2 separate regions of the Mus musculus genome follow, and region 2 is linked to region 1. The links are chromatin contacts, called in public HiCAR-type maps. All regions are on one chromosome and are shown on one strand. Each heading gives the region's core, a stretch centred on a gene start, on an enhancer-like site or on the middle of the called end of the contact. The rest is flanking DNA. Distances are from core to core; before and after follow the strand shown. Region 1 holds the start of Ppfia2 (protein tyrosine phosphatase, receptor type, f polypeptide (PTPRF), interacting protein (liprin), alpha 2). Region 2 overlaps Ppfia2 (protein tyrosine phosphatase, receptor type, f polypeptide (PTPRF), interacting protein (liprin), alpha 2).

The links. HiCAR-type assays count read pairs that join an accessible place to other places.
Region 2: a HiCAR-type map of PVALB interneurons shows a contact between it and region 1, with 2.4 times the contacts expected there. The contact joins the enhancer-like site here to the promoter of Ppfia2 in region 1. A contact is called at or near these places in 5 of 39 promoter capture datasets (the 3T3-L1 cell line, 3T3-L1-derived adipocytes, stem cell-derived epiblast-like cells and 1 more), 3 of 484 Hi-C or Micro-C datasets (the AtT-20 cell line, cortical neurons and cumulus cells), 1 of 115 datasets of contacts at active chromatin or transcription factors (PVALB interneurons) and 1 of 9 other capture datasets (embryonic stem cells).

What each region holds. Positions count from the first base shown.
Region 1 is chr10:106,467,402-106,472,977 of GRCm38.p6, reverse strand. It overlaps Ppfia2 (protein tyrosine phosphatase, receptor type, f polypeptide (PTPRF), interacting protein (liprin), alpha 2), which reads right to left and starts at 2,668. Exons shown (of 32, transcript NM_001205341.1): 1 at 2,387-2,668.
Region 2 is chr10:106,565,219-106,570,599 of GRCm38.p6, reverse strand. All of the region lies in intron 3 of Ppfia2 (protein tyrosine phosphatase, receptor type, f polypeptide (PTPRF), interacting protein (liprin), alpha 2), which reads right to left. It overlaps 4930532I03Rik (RIKEN cDNA 4930532I03 gene), which reads left to right. Exons shown (of 7, transcript NR_131026.1): 5 at 234-427; 6 at 562-716. Among named protein-coding and RNA genes, the nearest start is that of 4930532I03Rik, 35 kb to the left of the region's middle. Within about 2 kb of position 2,364, at least 1 of the 459 cell types and tissues checked has an H3K27ac peak or open chromatin away from gene starts, as enhancers often do. A contact at or near this core is called in PVALB interneurons, where this site is marked.

The sequences.
Region 1 (5,576 bases), core at 1,419-3,918:
TATTTTACACTTTTTATCATTTAGATTTTCATTCATCCACTATCACAACGGTTAAGAATCCCCATTCCTCTACTTTAACTGCTACACATTTATTTTTTCACTAATTGAAAAACACACAAAAACTTTTCAACACATTGGCTTATTTGAAAGGGTTAGTCCTCGTGCCGTGCCATGCATGGCATTCACACATGGAATAACTGTGACACTCTTGAGAGACATGGCTGTGAGCCTGTGTGTTTATTTGTGACACTGAAGGTTAAAGCGAAGTAGCAGAACAAAGTGTGCAAGGAAATACAGTTATCTACATATTCTTCAATCTTTTGTAAAGGTATTTTAAATCATACCTTTACAAAAGGAAAGGCATTGCTAACAACTTTAAGTTCCAAGGAGAATTTAACTGTTTCCATTACTTCAAGCATACATTTCACTCAACTAAAGCAGACTCCTTGGATGCAACCCCGTGCTATTAGCAGGAGACATTGGACAGTCACAAACTTAAGACTTAAGATTAGTGTGAAGGATGGCTGTGGATTTGGTCAGCCAAAAGATACTTGGATGGAAAGTTTAGAAAATCTATCCAATCTACACTGTGATAACACAGGACTATCTGACCCCTGAAACATGAAATGGAGCAAGTTGGTTTGCCTTTGAAAAACACGTTTCCTTCCTTAAAGAATTATAATTTGTTTATAAAATTCCCACTTTTAGCATTCCAGTGGGTTATCCAACAAAGAACACACAGTGTCATATATAAAAAATACTATAAAAACCCAAGCATGCTCTCTGTTACAAACTGGTCACCATTTATCCTTACAGAAATAATATTCTACATCAAAACTCTTGCTTGTAGGTCTATAGCCGTAATCCTAGCAGATACTTCTGAACTCTCCAAATTCAATTCATAAAATTCAAACCATGCAAAATTACATAGGACAGAAAATGAATGCATGCTACTTTCTTCCAAGCCAACACAAATGGCTAAATTCAGAATCTTCTCCTCTAAAACGAAAAGTAAACAAACAAACAAACAAACAATAAACAGTCTACAAAAACCAAATCAACTTTTATGGGCTAGGTTGGTTAATATGTGAGACCTCAGATTCTGATGTAATCTTATAAAGTACTTGTATGTACCATAAAACATAGTCTAACAATTCCCAAATGCACAGCTTGAGTGTATTAGGAGTAATTAAAATCCTATGAAGAGTATTTTATAGAACCCTGGCACAGTGCAGGTATGGTTATCCAGTATCTTGTGTATTGCACCCAGATATATCACATTTTGCTTTTATAGCCATTTTTGGAACTAAAATTGCAAACATTACACCATCACTGAGAGACGAGTGAGCTCACAGTTTGCTGAGGTAATTTGCCTTTTCATTATCCCTCTTTTATGTCAATGTGAAATATAATTGCATTAACCTCATCTAGATAGAGATGACTTGACACGTAAACTATTGAAGGTTTCAGGACCCAGTTTCAGACAGTGTAAATTTCATTTTTAAGAGAGAGAAAAATAATAACCCTGATTGGTTTAATTATCTCAGTGCTTAAATTTAGCACGAATAATTTTATATCAAGAAAACCAACTCCCACGCTGTCAGGATATAACCTTGACTGTCTTCTAAACCTCTCAGAATCCAAAATAAAAGTTTTGAATGCCCAGTGGAGTCATTCAGCAAGAATTTTGAGATCCAGTGTGATCCTTGGTAATATGTGTTCTTAGGAGCTATACCTATTCAGACAAGAACATTCCAAAAGACTTTTATTTCTGTAAGTCGATAACTTCATTTAATTATATTTCTAGAAATTATACACTACCACAGGCAAAGAAGCAGTCGTTCTCTGTAACAAGTTTCTTCTTCGGCAAAGGCTTACTTAGTCTTCGGAACCCTCCCAGCTCTGTCTCCGTTAAAGGAGTAATTCAGTAAGAGAAAGCCTAGCCATTGTCTGATTACATTACACGAATATTTCTCCTCCTCTTTAACTCTTTGAAATCCCCTGTCCTCGGGAAATATTCCTACCATGTCTAATGGAAGCATTTTCACTTTCTTTACCTCTGTGCCTGCTCGGATGGTCAAACAGCAAGCGTACCCCACACTGCTGGACAGTTACTGCTCAGCCACACCCCCACCACCCCGAAAGAAGTTGACTTCATAATTTCCACACTAAAATTGTTCATCAGCCCCAGGAGAGAACGAGCTAGGCAGGAGCTAGAAAAATCGGGGATGGAGAAGATGGGTGGAAAGCAAAGGTAACTAATACCCACAAGGAGGACTTTGCCTCTCCTCTTCCCTGGGGGCGGGGTGGGGCTGGGGAGGTGGTCAAGGGGGGAAAAAACCCGAAGCGGAAGAGAAACCATGCAACTCGAATACAGTTTCTGTACCTAATGTCTCTTATTTCAGGTCCTGTTTCTTCAATTGTCAATGACAACCGCAGTCTCGGCTGGAGGAGAGGTGAGGCTCACACCCAGCAGTCCTGGACCATTTCCTTAGCAACGGGAGGAGAAAGACAGCTTAGACACTCGCGAGCCCCAGCGTTCTCTTGGAACGTGCCCTGGCTTCCTAACGTGGCAGCAGTTCGGCATCTTCCCGTGGCTCCGTCAGCAGCCAAAAGGAGAAAGGTCCATCGGAAAAATGGCATATTACAAATTTTGCTTTGGGAAGCAGGGCTCGGTTCAGACCATTGTCAAAGGGAAGAGAGGGGGAGGCGGTTCTTAAAGCAGCCGCGGTCCCTTTGCCGCCCAAGCAGCGGCAGCCGCCGCCGCCGCCGCCACTTTCGCGTGCAGCAGGAGCCCCGGGGCGGAGAGATGGTAATCCGGGACTGGATCTGACTTTCAGAAACTTAACGTAGCATAACTTCTCCCCTTGGCATCCCGGGCCACCCAGAGAGGGTGAAGACGTGTCCCTCCAAACAGGAACTTTGGGGTGAAGTGTGGGAAGTACCTATATGGAAGGGACATTCTCCACCCAATACCCCACCCGGAGCCCCTGTGAAGTTTATGGTAAATGTTGGGAGTTTGATGGTTAAAAGGAAGTGAGTCCCCTGGGGATGCTAGAAGCAGGACAGGTCTTCTCTGGGTGCCCAGCCTACTTCTATTCTAGGGTGTATCCTTTCACTTAAAGGAGGTGCTTCTTTTCTGGGAAGGTAAGCAGAAACACACACACACACACACACACACACACACACACACACACACACACACATGCACACCACCCACCTCCGAAGACACCCCCGCCCCATCATCGCGCGCTGCCTCCGCCCGCTGCAACAATTTTTTTTTCCTTCCAGTCCCTCTGCAATTCATCTGCTTGCATCAGTTGGCCGACAGAACCAACCTGCTGGGAACTGAGTGAGGATGCTACAGCATCTTCTCACTTGCCTAGTGCAAGCCTAGGATACTCCTCCTTCTGTGTCTCCTCCCCTCCTCCTCCTTGGCAATCTCCACCTCCTCTTCCTCTGGAACAAGGGCTTCCCCTGGAAGCTGCCGCAGTGGTTTCCACCGGCGGCCCTTAAATAAATTCTGAAGTCATCACGTCTTTTCTCTCCTCCTCACGCACACGCGCTCGTGGATACATTCCACTCTTCTCCCCAAAAGCTTCTCCGGGGCTGCTGAGGATCACTCTGGTCTCAATGCTCCTGATGAGGGCGAGGACCACGGGTGATCTAAAGTATAAATGGGTTCTCTTTGCCCTGCCTGCGCTTTTCCCACACAATCATCTTTACAGGAAAGCTTGTGTTGGCATGTGCTTTTGAGAACTGGGAACCTTCCTGCTCTGTGGCCTTCTGTGTTTGCTGTGGCTCTCTGCCGCTTTCTTCTCTTGAATCAGAGGCAAGGTAGTCAAGCTCACCGGAACCTGAATCAGTCTAGGGTGTGGCTGGGTCTGTCACTTTGCCTTACCTCTTCAGGTCGCCTCCATTCATTGCCTTAGCGCTGAGGATCTCATGTTAAGTGTTCCCTGTCTGCATGACTGAATTTCAGCTTTCAATAGTCTGGCAGCCCCAAGAACATGTTCTAGTCCCCAGAAACTTTCCCCTCCCCCATTTCTCCTCCTCCCTCAAGCATCTCTGTCTCTCTCTGTGACTCTCTCCCTCCCTCTGTCTCTTTCCTCCCTCTTTTCCCTCTCCCCGACCGTGTGTGTGTGTGTGTGTGTGTGTGTGTGTGTGTGTGTGTCCATTCATATAGATCAAGAATAAGGAGACACCAGTAGATAAAAACCAATACATTAAGGAAATGTTTGAGAGAGGAAGATACTGATGCACTAAAGGAACACAAAGAGAATTAAGCATCAAGTAGACATTGAATAGAAGTTACAGCAAGGGTCCAGAGTAAGCAGTATTAGAAGCCCCAAAGAGCAGAATCCAGATTTCACTGAGAAATGATGTGCACATCCTGACTCACTGAAGTATGATCACTAGATGAAGTTCTTTTGGGGGAAGAACTTAACTAGTTGATGACTCTACAGTAAAGTTTAAGATGAGCCATATGATTTATATCCCTTTCTCTCCTGGACTGTTATTCAAGTTTCGCATCACAATGTAAGAATTGAGTGTAAAAATATTAAACATTAGTAGATGAATAGTATTATTGTTATATGCTACATAAAGTACTATTTCTCAAACATGCTCACTTGAGTGTCCTAGTTCTTTGTAGATGCTGGGACTCTAAGCCTCGGGTGGATCCTGAGAGGCCACACTCTTAACAATGTCTATACAATACACTGCATTGGTGTGAACAAAATCTCCCCCCTCAAAGAAGCTGTGTCTGTTGAGACTAATGGACTGATTGGAATGTTCCAGGTCCAGAGGCTAATTATTTTGTCTCACGCTAACATTGGCCGCTAGGAACAGTCATTCCCTATCAAAATGGAGAAAGGTTCGTATAAGAAGTTTGCAAAAGCACTAGATTATCCCATTAGCAAGAACACAAGAAACACCATTGTGAATGTTCCTATAGCTTATTGTCCATCCAATTCAGCATACAATATATATATATATATCCAAGGCAGCTTCTTATAATGAACCTTGCTTGGTCTCAACCCCCATAGCCATGCATCCTTCAGGTCAAAGGTGCTGTCTGTCTCAACCTTATAATTCCTGAGAAGTTCCAAAATGATACTAGTCCAGCTATCTCAGCATCCCACATTGATAACCACTGCCTAAATATTCACAGAAATGTAAAAAAATAAAGGAGCTACTAAATATCCATTCATGAAGTGAAAAGTCTTTTTGTACTTTTTATTATATATGAACAGTTTTAATGTTAAGGCCATCACTGGCTTCCACTGATTTTAATAGATGGTAAATTAAACAGTATGGTGAACTAAAACTATCTCCATATAATTGTCTACATTTAGTAGTATTAGTGCATAAGATGAAAATATGAATTTAGTTCGTAGATACATATAGGATCATGGTCATAGATATATAATGCTTCTTTTGTACATTTTATTACAAATATTACTTTCTATATTTATTGTTTAAAAGGAGTATAGCACAAAACTACTTTTATGTATACTATAGTGGGTGATTTTTCAATTATACATGTCCTGAGTATCAAATGAAATAATAGTATT
Region 2 (5,381 bases), core at 1,115-3,614, 98 kb before region 1:
GGTATCTGTCTTAATTACTGAGAATTTAAGTATTTGTAGCTACCCTTTACATTAGTTTTTAGTGTTGATTTGCATCTGAATTCTAATATTAAGAGAAAACATCCTAGATTATTTTAATTCTTTTAAAATATATTGAGTCTCTGTGTAGAATTCATGTATGGCAAATATTGAATAAATAGAACAGATTTTCATACGCCCATACCCAAGCTTGCTTATCCTATTTGTCTTTACAGACGCTACCTTGAGTACACTCAATTACTGGAAGACATCTATATTAAATTGATAACTATAAAATTTATGAACATTTGAAATTATTCCATTTTGGTAGTACATTAATATTCTGTTGAAGCTATCCTCTTTGCATGTTTGGTATTTTACTGAAAGACTGTGGTGACTGAAATTCACACACTACCCAAGCCTGTGCCAGGTATTATTTCACAGCATGTGTTCTCTCTCACTTGAGTTTCAACTTTTCTGTCTTATCATGTATTTACATAAAACTGTATTCAGAAATTCATTCTTATGAAAATTTTTCTGGATTTATTATTTTCCTGCCTTTAGGTAATGCAAGTAAACAACTCATTTAAAAGTTAGAAACATGATAGTTGTTGGAATACCAACTTTTATTTAAATGAAATTGCAAATCAAAATGGCATCCATACTCCATTTCGCTCTTATCATCTAGCTATCTACAAGACGACAAACAGTTGATACAGGTGAGGATGAGGACTAGATCCTTCTACAGTGCTGGTGGGAGGGAATTTGGTCCAGCCACCATGGAGACAATATTAAATTAGTGCAAAAAACATAAAACTTCTGGGCTGGGGAGATGGTTCAGCAGGTAAGAGTATGTAAGACTCTGGCCAGAGTACCTAGGTTTGGTTACCAAAATAGAATACATATCAGGTAGCTTACTACTCTATGAAAATTCAGCCATCTGCACAGCCCCTCTAGCTCCTATGTATTAACTCCATATTTATAATTCACCTCTACAAGTAGTATAATTTAAACCCAATTATTCTTTTCATCATTTTTGTGGTGCTACCTATCAAACTCAGGGCTTTGAAGTTGCTTGGGAAGCACTTGACCACAGAGCCACAACTCCTCACCCAAACGTGTGATTGCTCATTCTAAGTAGAGTGAGTTTAGCAAAACTATAGCTATGTCAATTGCCCTGAGAGCAAGCATTCCAAAAATGAACATGGACATGAGCACTGTGCAGAGCATTCTGCATTTACTAACTCATCAAGTGTAATGTGCCTTGTGAAAGAAATTCTATAGCTATCCTCATCACAAAATCCAGGAAACTGTGTCACAAGACAGAAACACCAGTCACCCATTGATTAGCATGACTAATAACAGGCAGAGTTAAAAAGCAAATTTGGAACTGATATTCCTGAGTTCAGAGATTTTATTTAAATTACAACTTGTATACAGTACTGGACGCGTTCTTACATTTTTTTAGATGGTGTTAGGGTAGATAGGGTCCTTTCGTGTAGTCCAGGCTAGCCTACTCTATGTTCTTGGCTCAAACTAGGCTTGAATTTGTGCTGCTGCTCTTCCCTCAGTCTCCTCACTGTTGGGTCTACGAGCATGCACCATTATAAGCCATCATCATTCTATCATCAAGTGAAGACAGCTTCCATTTCCTCTATCATCAATAATTAAAATTGTGCAGGAGAGATTGGAAAGATGGCTCAATGGTTAAGAGTACTTGCTTATCTTCTCAGAGGTCTTGAGTTCAGTTCCCCAGCACCCACATCAGATGGCTTACAAGTGCTTGTAAAAGTACTCTCTCTGGCCCCCATGGTCACTTACTTATTACTCTCATGTGCATATCCACATTCAGATATGCATGCTTACATACAATATAAAATTTTAGACATTTTAATGTTATTAATATGGCATGACAATTTTCCCAATGTCAGAGAATGTATTAAGTGAGACTAATTCAATTTAAAGAATTAACCACATGAGTTAGATAGATCTCAAGTAATGAACATTCTGTTCTTGTTTATTTTACTTTTAAACAGGCTTTTTCCTAAGCTTCACTTGGTTAATAAATATTCGTCAATTCAGAGTTTCAGGAACAAGTATTACTGGGGCATTAAGATGTTTTTCATACTAAGGAAGTTCAGCAATGCTCATATGAAAGCTTTAATCCCATTCAGCTTTCACGTTTCTCTGTGAATTCTAACTCAAAACTGAGACAAATCTATGAACGAAAAGGGAGTTGGTCCATACTGTTTTACTTGTCTTCTCTCTGCTTCATGTATTTTTATCCCAAGTTGGGACAAGGATAAGATGCTGGCAGCTATGTGTCAGGCACTTAAATTCTAGATTTGTAAATTGAGATTAATTATAGTCAAGCCATTGGAAGTTTTCCCATGAGAACACTATTCATCTTCGCCATGCATATTTTCTATGACTGTGGCAGAACTTCTGAAGAAAATAACTCAAATGAGGAATTTTATTTTCTACAGCTGAGTTTTAGAAGATTCTGTCCAGGGTCATTTTTCTCCATCACCAGCGGGCTGAGGGTGAGCAGAACAGCATAGTCAAGGGGATGTGGTGGATCAGGAAAAAGAGAGGGGAGAGTGAGAAAAAGAAGGCATAGACAGGGAGAAGTAAAGAATAGACAGAGGGAGAAACAAGATAAAGGAAGGAGAGAATTGAGAAGAGAGGTGGAAGAAAGGGAGACAGGGAGGGAGAGACAAAATGAGGATGACCGAGAAAGAGACAGAGAGGGACAGAGAGAACAGAGAAAAACATGGGGCTTTGGATGAGCAATACTAGCCTGCAGAAGTATGCCCTGTGACCTACTTCCTTCACTAGGCTCTACCCACTGATTGTTACCCATTGGTATAGCTAGAGTGCTCACAATCCAAACACCATTCAGTAGCCCATGATGACATGAAAACCAAGCCTCAACATATGAGCTTTTAGTCCAGTATTTTATTTTAAATCTTAACTGTCCATTTATTCCAATTCATTGATATAAGCAGTTTCCTGTTTGTTCCTTTTGCCCTTCCAGCTCATGCACCATTTTCTATGACTCTTGGTCCTGCAACATAAGTAACAAGTTAATGGGGAATTTAAATCTTGGACTTTCCTTCGCTTGACACATAGGAAATGCACTCCCATTTGAGCCAGTTTTTAGCTTAATTGTCAACTTTATATTGCTATGGCTTCTCACTCATCTGACAAAAGACAGCTCAAAACAGATTTCCATTTTCTAAATTACTGGAAGTTAAGAAAACATTTGGGCTGGAGAGATGGCTCAGCCATTGAAGGCTAGGCTCACAACCAAAAATATAAGAAAACATTTAGTTGTACATGTTCCCAGACACCCACTAATTTAATTTACTCCTTACTTTTAATTACTCCTTACATGAAGTCTCTCCCATTGAGTCACCTATTCTTTTCTGCTCATCCGAACCTGGACTTATATAATTGTCCATTCTTTGAGGCACTGCTTTGGGTCAGTCTCATTGCATGGAGGACAATTGTTCTTCCTTGTGTCACAGAATGAAAAGCCTCTGCAGCTCTGCTTACCAGCTGACAAGACTTTTCTGTCATCTTTTAGACCACTGATAACTCACATTGCCAAGGCTTGGCATGATTATTAGTTACTAAGCTTGTTGTGAATACACTTAATCTCCCAAAAGACAGTGGGGAGCTAATTCCTGCCAATGGTACAATTTAGGGCTTGTTCTGATTTAGATGTTGTTTGTTTCCCACAAGGTCATGTACTCAAGGACTGAAAGGTAGGTGGCAACACTATTTAGAGAGGTGGTAGTGATTGCATATGGTAGAGTGTAGCTACAGAAAGCAGATCCCTGGACTGCTGCCTGCATCTCTGCCTACCCTGTTCACCATGATGCACAGAAGTTGTTCTACCACACTCTTCTTGCCATTGTGACGCTCTGTCCAAGTTTACTATCCCAGTTAACACTTCCAGAGCCCTCTGCAACTCTGAACTGAGATAAACCTTTTCCTCTTTACATTCTTTTGTGTGTGTGGGGGGGGGGGTCTGTTTTTTGGCTAGAATTTTGCCTTTCAGTGAAGCCACAGAACTTCCACTCTGTATTTTTTGAGCTGCTTATTTATTGAAGTGTTAGAAGCCTTGATCAAAGTTATGCCATCTGCAGATCTATTGTTGCCAGGTTGATGGACTGCCTTATTTGTTCATCAAATATTCATCAATGGCATGAAATATTCTAGCCATTCTTGAGAGTATTGGGCTTCTGACCACAAAGAGAACGCACTGCACTAAAGAGAACTCCTGCACTAAAGAGACATAGATAAATTGCCCTTGTTCTGCTGAGTAACTTCCCACCCACGCTCAGGCAAGGAGCTCTAATTATCAGTAGGCCACACACAAAAAGAAGATGTGAATGTAGGAGGGAAACTCGTTGGAATGAGAAGCGTCAGTGGGTGAATAAGTGGGATTTTGGGGGTGAAGTACAGAGTGAAAATGACTAAAATTCATTAAATAAATTCATGAGACTGTCAAACAATTAGGAAACTCAACTAAAAACAGGCAAAAAAAAATGGTTCTCATATCCAAGTAATATTAAACAGTGGAGAGATAAAAGAAATGGGTCCATGGATAAAGTATAAGTTTGCAAAGATGAGTACCTGAATTTGGATTCCAATCTACTCCTGCTTTCCCTCTCAATAAAACCTGGACATGACAGTGAATATCTAGGATGCCAGCATTTTATATATGGAAACAAGTTAATCTCAGAGGTTTGTGGAATAGCCTGTCCAGCCTAAATGGTAAGCTCTAGACACCAGAGACTGGTGTCATATTAAAATGATGATAAGGAACAGAGAAAAACATCTATAAATCTCTGTTTTCATTTGATTTTCTTTGTTATTATTTCTCCTAATAAAAGGTATTTGAAGTTTTCTTGAACTCCTATTTTTTCCCTCAACATAAGATGTCAATGTACAAGTTTTATAGTTTCTTAATTCTTGCTTTCATTCTTATAATGACCAAAACTACAAAATCAACTTTTACCACCACTGAGCTAAGAAAATTTCATATTAGTGGGAACCCAGCAAAGATTTAAGCATAAATGTGCCATGATCTTACTGACATACGAAAATGTTAATCCTCCTGCATTCACTGAAAACAGATGTTAGGAAAGATTGTAGATATGAGCATCAAGCTAGTTTGAAAGATGTAGTAAGAACCTGGTATATTCCAGGATAACTGTGAAGAGATAGATTATAAATCTGTAGTTGTGGTTTCTAGATAGAGTAGGTATGAAGTAGCTATTAACAGATCCTGGTAAACTCTAGTAGCCTTGCAAAAAGGCGAACAAAAAGTTGGAAACATGTTTTTACCTTGCAGTGGTTAAAATAAAACTGAA